Linked DNA regions of Canis lupus: region 1 is linked to region 2. Evidence: chromatin contacts called from public Hi-C data. All regions are on one chromosome and are shown on one strand. Each heading gives the region's core, a stretch centred on a gene start, on an enhancer-like site or on the middle of the called end of the contact. The rest is flanking DNA. Distances are from core to core; before and after follow the strand shown.

The links. Hi-C and Micro-C count contacts between places; a contact is called where the count stands out from the background.
Region 1: a Hi-C map of blood shows a contact between it and region 2, with 2.1 times the contacts expected there. The contact joins the promoter of NCOR2 here to the enhancer-like site in region 2. A contact is called at or near these places in 3 of 9 Hi-C or Micro-C datasets (blood and skin fibroblasts).

What each region holds. Positions count from the first base shown.
Region 1 is chr26:5,507,896-5,512,496 of UU_Cfam_GSD_1.0, forward strand. It overlaps NCOR2 (nuclear receptor corepressor 2), which reads left to right and starts at 3,047. Exons shown (of 49, transcript XM_038574764.1): 1 at 3,047-3,063. LOC119866135 (a long non-coding RNA gene) reads right to left here and starts at 4,079. Exons shown (of 3, transcript XR_005379098.1): 1 at 3,948-4,079.
Region 2 is chr26:5,455,214-5,459,645 of UU_Cfam_GSD_1.0, forward strand. No RefSeq gene overlaps it. Among named protein-coding and RNA genes, the nearest start is that of NCOR2, 54 kb to the right of the region's middle. Within about 2 kb of position 2,463, at least 2 of the 20 cell types and tissues checked have an H3K27ac peak or open chromatin away from gene starts, as enhancers often do. A contact at or near this core is called in blood, where this site is marked.

The sequences.
Region 1 (4,601 bases), core at 1,797-4,296, 53 kb after region 2:
ATTGACAGTCTTTCCCTCATGATGATGAGATGTTTGGGAGGCTCTTAGTTAGCATAATTATTAACCCCCATCCCAGCCCAGGGTGTAAGGCCCCTCTAGGGAGGCTGTTTGGGGGCAGAGTGTTCTTTGGCAATCTTTCAAAGCTGCTCTTCCATTAGTTACATGAGAAGCCCTGGGGTGGCTGCTCAGAGCCCAGTAGCAAATGGTAAAGTGCTGCAGAGTAGTATCCAGGGTGCTGCTGGGTGCTGATGTGTGGGGGTCTGGGGGTGGGCAGCGGCTCCGCTGAGACCCCTTCCAGTTCATCCCTGCAGAGCCATGGTTTGGAGTGCCCATCTGGAATCACTTGGAGAATGAGTCTATCAGTTAGGTCCTTAATCTCTCTGGGTCTCAGTTTCCCCATCTGTAATGTCAGGTCAATACTAGGAACCCACTGTCTGAGGGCTTCTGAGGTGGGGGGGAACAGTGCGATCCTGAGGACATGTACTTATTCCCTGTAGCCCAAGAGGGTGGGATTAATAACCAGAGGGACAGAGGAGGGCTAGAAAGAGCACAAATCACAAATCATCCTGAGAAAAAAGGCCTTGCTTCTCCTGGCTTCAGTTTTTCCATCTGCAACATAGCTGGGCCAGAGGACACTGACATCGGAGTCTGTGCTTGGCTCCCTTTGAGGGGTTTCCAAGTGGCCCCTGGGACATTTAAAGCCGACAGTTCCCCTGCCTGGCCTGCCTGCCCCACCACCTATGCCCACAGCCTTGGCCAAAGCCCCTGGGGAACCACTGGGAGGCAGACCCTGGGCAAAGGAACCCCTGAAGGTACCCCAAACCCTCCTCCTCTGGTGCCAAATCCCAGAGCAGATCTCAGGAGCGGGGCAGCCCGGGTGGCTCAGCGGTTTGACTTCGACCCAGGTCGTGACCCTGGAGACCCCGGATCGGATCCAGTCCCACGTCGTCGGGCTCCCTGCGTGGGAGCCTCTGCCTGTGTCTCTGCCCCCCCTACACCCCCCCCCCCCCCCCCCCCGTCTCTCATGAATAAATAAATAAAATCTTAAAAAAAAAAAAAAAGATCTCAGGAGCCTTCTCAGGTGACACTCTGGGGGAGGGGCAGGGAGGATGCAAAAGGAGGGCTGCCCAGTCCCCACCCTACCCTCCTGGCCCTGTCTTCCCCAGGCCCCTTGGAGGACTCCGCCTTCCTTTTGCAGGTCTGGCTTTCTGCCTGAGGATTCCCACAGTTTGGTTGGTGGCAGTGGAGCTGGTGAGGCCAGGATGGGGAGGTAGGGGACCACTGACCCATGTCCCCTTCTCATTCCAAACTGTGAACTGTGCCTCTTCCCTCCACATGTACTTCCCCTTTTTCCAGATTTTGTCAGCCCCAGGTGCTCCCTCTTTTCCCCCAATAAAAGGAAAACTAGCAGCCTGAGGGGGCAGAGAAGGACAAATTGCTACAGGGGAGGCAGGCAACCCCTGCCTGCTGGCAGGAGGCACGCCTGGGCCCCTGGAAACCGCATGGCTGCCTCCCCACCGCAGCCATTCCCCACACCCCCTGGGGGTTCTCAGATGTTGGCAGATGGCAGAACTGAATCTGCTGAGACTTCGCTCCAAAAAAGGAAAGCTGAACCGAAAACAAAAATTCAAACTCTCCAACATCTTAGGGGAAAGGAGAGGAGGAGGGAGGCTCCAGGCCTGGGGCTCCCGGTGCCCTCTGCTGTTTAAAAAAAATCTTCTCCAGCTTGGGAGGGCCACCTGGGAGGGGGTGAGCCGGGACACACAATTGTCAGGGAGGCCAGAGAGGTTCTTGCTGGAACTGCGAGTGTCTGTACATGTGCCTGAGGTGACCTCACATGCTTGTGAGGGTGTGCTCCTGGATGTGCGTGTGTGTCCCTGTGTACCTGACCACAAGCTTGCAGCATTTAGTCTGTGCATTTGTGTCCTCGGAGGTCCCAAAATGGATGTACACTCAACGACACATTATTGAGTCCCTACTGTGTGGAAAGGCAAGTGCACAGATAGCCAAAAATGCCGTCCCTGGTGAACAGGACATTCTGGTGTGCGTGCCTGCCCGTGTATGGAACTTGTGTCTGTCTGTGTCTCGTGTTTATCTGTGGGTGATCTGACACTTGAGTCTATGCCTCGGGCTAGGCGCACGTCTGCGGTGCGTTGTGAGTTTCCTCGTGTGATCACTGAGCACATCTGCTGTCCCACGAGGCCCAGGGTGTGAAAGTCTGCAGCTGAGAGGTTAGGCTCCCACGACGCGCGGCAGTCCCCGGGGTGGGCTCTACCGCGCGGGGCCCTGCGCCTCGGCGGGTGGCCCTCCCTGCACACCCCCTCCCCACGCACGGCCACTCTAGAGTTATAATTTAATAGCTGAAACGCGATTCCAGTTAAGTATCTGGGGCTGGGGAGGAGGAGGGCGCGAAGCCCCACCGGAGAAGGAGGAGGGGGCGGGATGGGAGGCGCTTTCCCCCTCCTCCCTCCCTCAGGGAGCTGCTAGAAGAAACGGCGTCGCGCCCAAGTGTAAGGGTGTGTGTGTGTGTGCGCGCGTGTGTGCGCGCGCGCGTGGCAACGTGAGCGCGCGCGAGTGGGTGCGCGCAGGGCCAGGGGAGGCGACGCGGGCCCTTTAAGGAGCCCGAGGGGGCCGGGCCGGGGAGCGTCGGTGCGGGCGGGGAGCCGGGAGCTGCGAGGCCGAGCCACCGCCCCCCGGGCTCCCGCCCCGCCCCCTCCTCCCCCTCCCGCCGCCGCCGCCGCCGCCGCCGACACCGCCGCCGCCGCCGCCGCCGCCGCCGCCGGGGAGCGGAGCCGCGGGCAGGCCCGGCCGCACCGGAGCCCCGCGTCCGCCCGCGCCCCGCCCGAGCCGTGCGCCCGCGCCCTGCGCCCCGCGATGCGCTCCGAGTGGTGGGCCGGGGGCCCTGGGCAGGCGCCCTAGGAGGCGGCGGCGGGAGGATCGCGCCCCGGCTGGAGGCCGGGCCTGCTGCGCGCCCCCAGCCCGTTCGGCACCGCCACTTGCCTGAGCGCCCGGGCGGCCAGAGCGCGCCCCGAGCCCGGGCGCCGCCGCCGCCACCGCAGCGAGGTGAGTCGGGGCCGCGGGGAGGCGCGGGGCGCGCTTCCGGGGGGATCGGGGAAGGTCGGGCGGCGCACGCGGCGGAGTTGGCGGGGCCCCTGCACTCCTGAGTTGGCGCTCTCGGGGGTGGCCTGCTGGGGAGCGAGGCGCCCCGTGGCCGCTGCGGCCCGCGTGCGTGGGGGCGCTGGCGCTGGGGAACTTAGGGGAACTCCAGCTACCCTGCGAGGGGGCGGGAAGGGGGGAAGTGGCGTGGGGTGGGCCCGCGGGGGGACGCCCTGGAAATGCGCAGGGCAGCCCCCCGCCGTGCGCCCAGCCCTGTGGGCCTGGCCGCATGCGCCTCCCTCCTCCCCAAGTAGCCCCAGGCTCGGGGGTGACACTGCGTCTTATTTTCCAGCAGGCAGCGCGGGCTTGGGGAGCCCCTGGAGATGGCACCCGGCGCTCCCCGGCCTGGCTGCTGGGGGAGGGCGCGGGGCGGGTTCCCGCCAGCGGGGGGCGGGGGCCGCTCCCGGGCGGGAGAGCAGAGGGCGCTGGGTGGGGGGTCCCCCCGGGAGAGGCGCCCCGGCCCCCCCCGCCCCCGCGGGCCGGTGTTCCTGCTGTCTGGGCCTGCCTCCCGCGGCTGGTGACGCCTCATTGGGCCGCCTCCTGGTCCCTCCCCCGGGCTGTGCGGATACTTGGGATGCCACTAGTTTGGGAAGTTGGAATTCAGAGCTGATCCCACTCGGGCTGGACCTGGAGGCCCCAGGCCCCAGTGCTGGGAGAGCATCCCCAGAGACCTGCGCAGGGGTGGGGGGACTCGTGGGGCGCGCCTTCCTCACCCCGGGCGCTGGCAGTAAAAAGCCGGAGGGAGGGAGAGAGAGAGGGCAAGGCGGGCGGGAGGGAGAGACAGGCTGTACCTGTGAGCTGCCGTCGCCCGGGCCCAATTAGCGTGGGGCGCCCGGCGGTATTTTTACATTGTAGGTTTATTTTTTTGGAAGCCAGTGTCCTCCCGCCGCCTGTCGCGCGCTCCGGCTCTCCGAGGGTCTGGTTGCAGGCAGCGGAGGCGGATCTGTGCAGTGGGCTCAGCCTCCTCCTTTCCTCCCCCTCCTACTCCTCCCCTCCCCCTCGTTGGTGAGAACTGGTTTTATTATGATTATTTTTTTTCCCTTTTTGCAGATTTGGAGGAAGGATGTGTGAGGGAGGGAGGGGGGGAGGGGTGAGGATCCCTGTGGGCTGGATGGGGGAGTTCTGGGCACGTTGGGATGTGTTATCGGTGGCCTTGACTTTGCCCTTTTTAAAACCAGATCTGGGTCTTCGCGGCTGCTTTGATATAAGGGGCTCTCAGGACCAGGCGTGAGCTAGGAGGGCGTCCCAGGGCATTGTTGTGTACCTCGTCGTGGGTGGCCTTTTTTTCTTTTCTTTTTTCTTTCTTTCTTTCTTTCTTTCTTTCTTTCTTTCTTTCTTTCTTTCTTTCTTTCTTTCTTCTTTCTTTCTTTCTTTCCTCTCTCTCTCTCTCTTTTTCTTTCTTTCTTTTCTTTTTCTTTGATGGAGTGGGGAAAGCAATCAGAGAA
Region 2 (4,432 bases), core at 1,213-3,712:
TTTGTGCGGGACAACTTGCAAGCCCCGTTTCTGGTAACCACACCTGGCCTTCTCTTGGGGACCCTTCTATGCTCAGGCCACTAGATTTGCCAGGACCCGACTCCTTGCGACCCCCTCCCCCCCACACTCCCCTAGAGATGGGCTTGTAGCCCCTGCCTAATTAGTAGTCCCATCTCCTGACCTCTGTGATTGGTCCAGCAGTGGGCATCTATTCCAAGCAAGACAGATGAGTGTCAGCCTGAGGAATCTGTTGGAAGAACTGAGAAAGAAGAATGCATTCTACTCTTGCAGCTCCGCTGGTAGAACAGAAACCTGGAGCTACCTGGAGCCCTCAGGTGGAGAGAGATTGCTTGAGAATAAAGCCAGAAACAAGCTGAGCAGAGAGATAGGGAGGCTGAGATGGAATCCTGCAAAGGTAGTGGGCCCTGGATCAAGCCACACCTGAAGACACACTCCTGGATTTTTTTTCTTAATAGCCAGAACAATAATTTCCCTTTTTTTTTGGTAATCAAGTCCCTGTTGTGAGTTGAATTGTGTTCCTTCCCCCTAAATGGTATGTCAAAGCCCTAACCTCCAGGATCTCAGAATTTGACTGTATTGAAAAATAGGGTCTTTACATAAGTTATCAAGTTAGGATGAGGCTATTAGGGTGAACTCTAATCCTGTATGGCTGCAGTCACTATAGCAAAGTGAAATTTGGGCACCGAGACAGACATGCACTGAATGTGCACGCCATGTGACTGGAATGATATGTTTACAAGCCAAGGAATGCCTACAATTGCCAGCAAACACCAAGAGGCTAGGAGAGGCAAGGAAGGTTCTTCCCTAGAATCATCAGAGCATGTCCTTGCTGAACCTTGATTTTAGATTTCTGGCCTCCAGATCTGTGAGGAAATAAATTCCTGTTGGTTTTAAGTCCCCTGGTTTCTTGTGCATTGTTATGGCAGTCTAGGAAACTAATATAGTCACATTAGTTGGTCTCTGTCACTTGGAAGCAAGAATTCTGAATAGCACAGTGTTATAGCAACATACAAGCAATTATTTGCAAAAATAGTAAGTTTCTTATTTGAAATACCAGAATCTAGCTTTTTAGGTAGGACCCAGACTACTTATACAGACTTCACATCCTTCCATCTTCTTTTCCCATCGTATACCCTACTGTGTCTCACAAGCTGCATCCCACTCCCATCTCCATAGAATGTGTGATCATTTGGACTCTGTGGTTGGGCCAAATACACCTTCGATTATCCCTGTAAAAGGTTTTATTTATTTATTTTTTCCATGATGATGTCCCAGAGTGTCACAAATACCACTCATACATGAGGTTAAGTAGAACACCCAACTATTTTTTGCTTTAGTGGTTAATATTCTAATGTGTGTTCAAACACTGTAACTGGCTCATCCAACCTGAGATTTCACAAATCTCATTGTTCAATGAGTCCCGGCACTCAAACAGGAAAATTGGAAGAGTTTATGGAAGGGACAGTGTAGGAAGGTGGAAGCAGGGTGTATGTTTGGGAAATCAAGAAGGAATGATGCAGTGCTCAAGGCTAGCATGAGCAGGGAGCTGTTGCCAGAAGACGTGTAGAGGAAGTAGCTCCTGGAACCCAGAGGGAGCTGTAGCTTTAGGAGAGGAGTGACCTTCAGCAGAAGAACACAGCCCCTGGTATAAACGTGGCGAGAGGGAAAGGGAGGTGGGGGAAATACCCCAACTTCTCTCCTGCTGCCTGCCAGCTTCCATCGGTGCCTCCCATTGGCTGAACCCTGCAGAGTGCAAGGGAGCCTGGGTAATGTAGTCCTCAGGGTCAGCCCCCCCTCCCCCCACCGTGCGTAGAGCAGGGAAGGTCAGGAGAGTCGATGCAAGAGCCAGAATACTTAAAATGAGGCTATGTAAATGTAAATTAAAAAAAAAAAAACAACGTAAATACCCCCCATCTCCCTCCCCCCCGCCCCCCCTGCCCTCTGCTCTGCCCTCACTGGTCAACCTCCACCAGAGCAGAGGGGAGGAGGCCAGTCGATGCAGGCCACCTGGGTCAGCCCGAGGAGCAGAGCAAGGAGCACAAGAGAGTGAGGTCATCACAAGGAACCACCCTCCTTTGATGGCTGAGGAGCGGGATGAGGTCAATCCCTTGCAGCAGGACCCGAGCCCACAAGCAGCAGAGTCGGGATCTGAACCCGGGACCGGAGGCTCCGGGCGCCGGCTGGGCCCGCCGTGCTGGAGGCAGGGCACGCCGGTGTCGGGAGCGGCCACGTGAGCGCACGGCGTGTGCCAGCGTGTGTGAGTGCTCTGGCTGCTGCTTCGCACGCCCACTCGCCCACTCGGAGCCGCTGCGCCTGGTCCCCGGGCACGTGTTTCTGTGGGCGTTCTCTTTTTTCCGATCTCTGTTACCACCAGCAAGTCTCAGAAGCAGCCAGAGAGAGGGAGACAGAGACGAAATGACACTTCTACTAAACAGGAACCATCTCCCACCATCTCCGCACGCTCCGGTGCCTCTGTGTCTAATTAGGGGTGGTGGCGTTCGGGGTGTGAACGTGAGCACCGCTCGCTCTGCAGGCGGCGGGGGCGAGGCGGGCGCCCCGAGGCCCGGGAAGCAGGGGCTCCTCCGCGGGCCCTGGGCGGCTGTGCCCGCGCCCGGGTGGCAGCGGCCCGCGTGCGCACCGAGGCGTCCCCAGCCCCGCGGGGAGCGCCGAGCCCTCTCTCATCGGTGTTATCACATGGATCCTTGAACCCAGTGGGAGGGGGAAAGGGATTTAGTGCAGGTGAGGACCGGCTCCCTAGGATTTCATTTCACCTTTGCAGCAACCAGGGAGCTCCGGCTACACCCAGCGGAGTGACAGAGTCACCGCCAGTGGAGCTGGGCTCCAGGGCAGCCCCAGAACTCTGCGTAAAGGGTCCCCGTGGCAGGACCAGGTCCTGGTGGAAATCTTGGGTTCTGGAGCCCCGGTGACTGGGTTAGAGCCCCACCTCTGCCGTTTCTGTGCCTTATGACAGGTGCCTTACGCGCTCCGTGCCTCCGTTTCATCATTTGTAAAGTGGGAGTGACAACAGTACCCCTCCAGGGGTCAGGGAGAGAATGCAGTGCGAAGAGCTTGGCACTGCGCCTGGTACATGATGGGCTCACAAGCAGCAACTTGTCATTTGCAAACATTGTCACTGCAGGGGCGCCTGGGGGGCTCAGGTCATGTTCCCGGGGTCCCAAGATGGAGCCCCACATGGGGCGGGCTTCCTGCTCAGCGGGGAGCCTGTTTGTCCCTTGGCCCCTCCCCCAGCCCCTGCTCATGCTGGTGCACACTCTCTTAAAAAAATAAATTAAAAATCTTTAAAAAAACCAACTAAACCATTGTCACTCCACCTTGGGATGGGACATTTGCTTCTCTGTTCTACCTCCAGAACCTCCCTGGCACCCTCCTTGGGCACATCAGAGCTGGAATATTTGTGGAATGAATAATTGATTGACTTGGGCTAGCTGCTGAGTGGAAAGCATTCAGATCCAAAGGCTTGTAAGATACGATTTAACTCTGATGGGGCTGGAGCTTCGCTGGGAGGCAAGGGGGCGCTGGAACCCTCCCATGAGGGCTGATAGGAAGGAGCTGGGGCTTCCCACCAATAGCCAGGACCCAAGCTTTGCTGTTCTAGGCTGTATCATGTACACCCAGATTCCTGTGTTGAATCCTTGAGCCCCGGTACCTTGGAGTGGGACTGAATTTGGAAATGAGACCTTCAAAGAGATGATGAAGTTAACACGAGGCTGTTGAGGTGGCCCTCATCCAACCTAAGTGCTGTTCCTGTAAGAAGAGGAAGAGATACGAGGGACGAGGGACGCATGCACAGAGGAAAGGCCATCTGAGGACACAGTAAGAACACAGGCATTTGCAAGCCAACGAGGGAGGCCAGGAGAATCAGACCTGCTGGCGCCTTGACCTTGGACTTCTAGCCTCTAACACTGTGAAACCATAAAGTTCTGTTATTTAAGCCCCCCAGGCTGTGGTGGTTTGTTCCTAACACACCTGGCAACAGCCATCAAGAGCGCTGTCTTAGAAGCAGCTCCTCCAGCACCGGTCAAACCTTTGGGTGGGGCAGCCCCAGCCCACACCCTCCCTGCAATCTCACAAGAGACCCCAAAGCAGAACCAGAGAAGCTGCTCTCGAATTCCTGACACACAAAAAAACTACATGAGATAAATACTTAGGTTGGTTTAAATTGGTAAGTTCAAGGGCATTTTGTTCTGCAGCAGTGGCTAGCAAATACACCTGCCACAGAAGGGGCTGTGTCTAGCTCCCAGGCTCAGCTCAACCCACACGGCCCGGGGCCTGGAACGGATAGAGAGACACATCTTGCTTTTTGATTCAATGACTGCTTTATGCTTGGCATATAATTAATGCTCAACAAACACTTGTTGATGAATGAATAACGAACCCTCAGTGTTGCAGA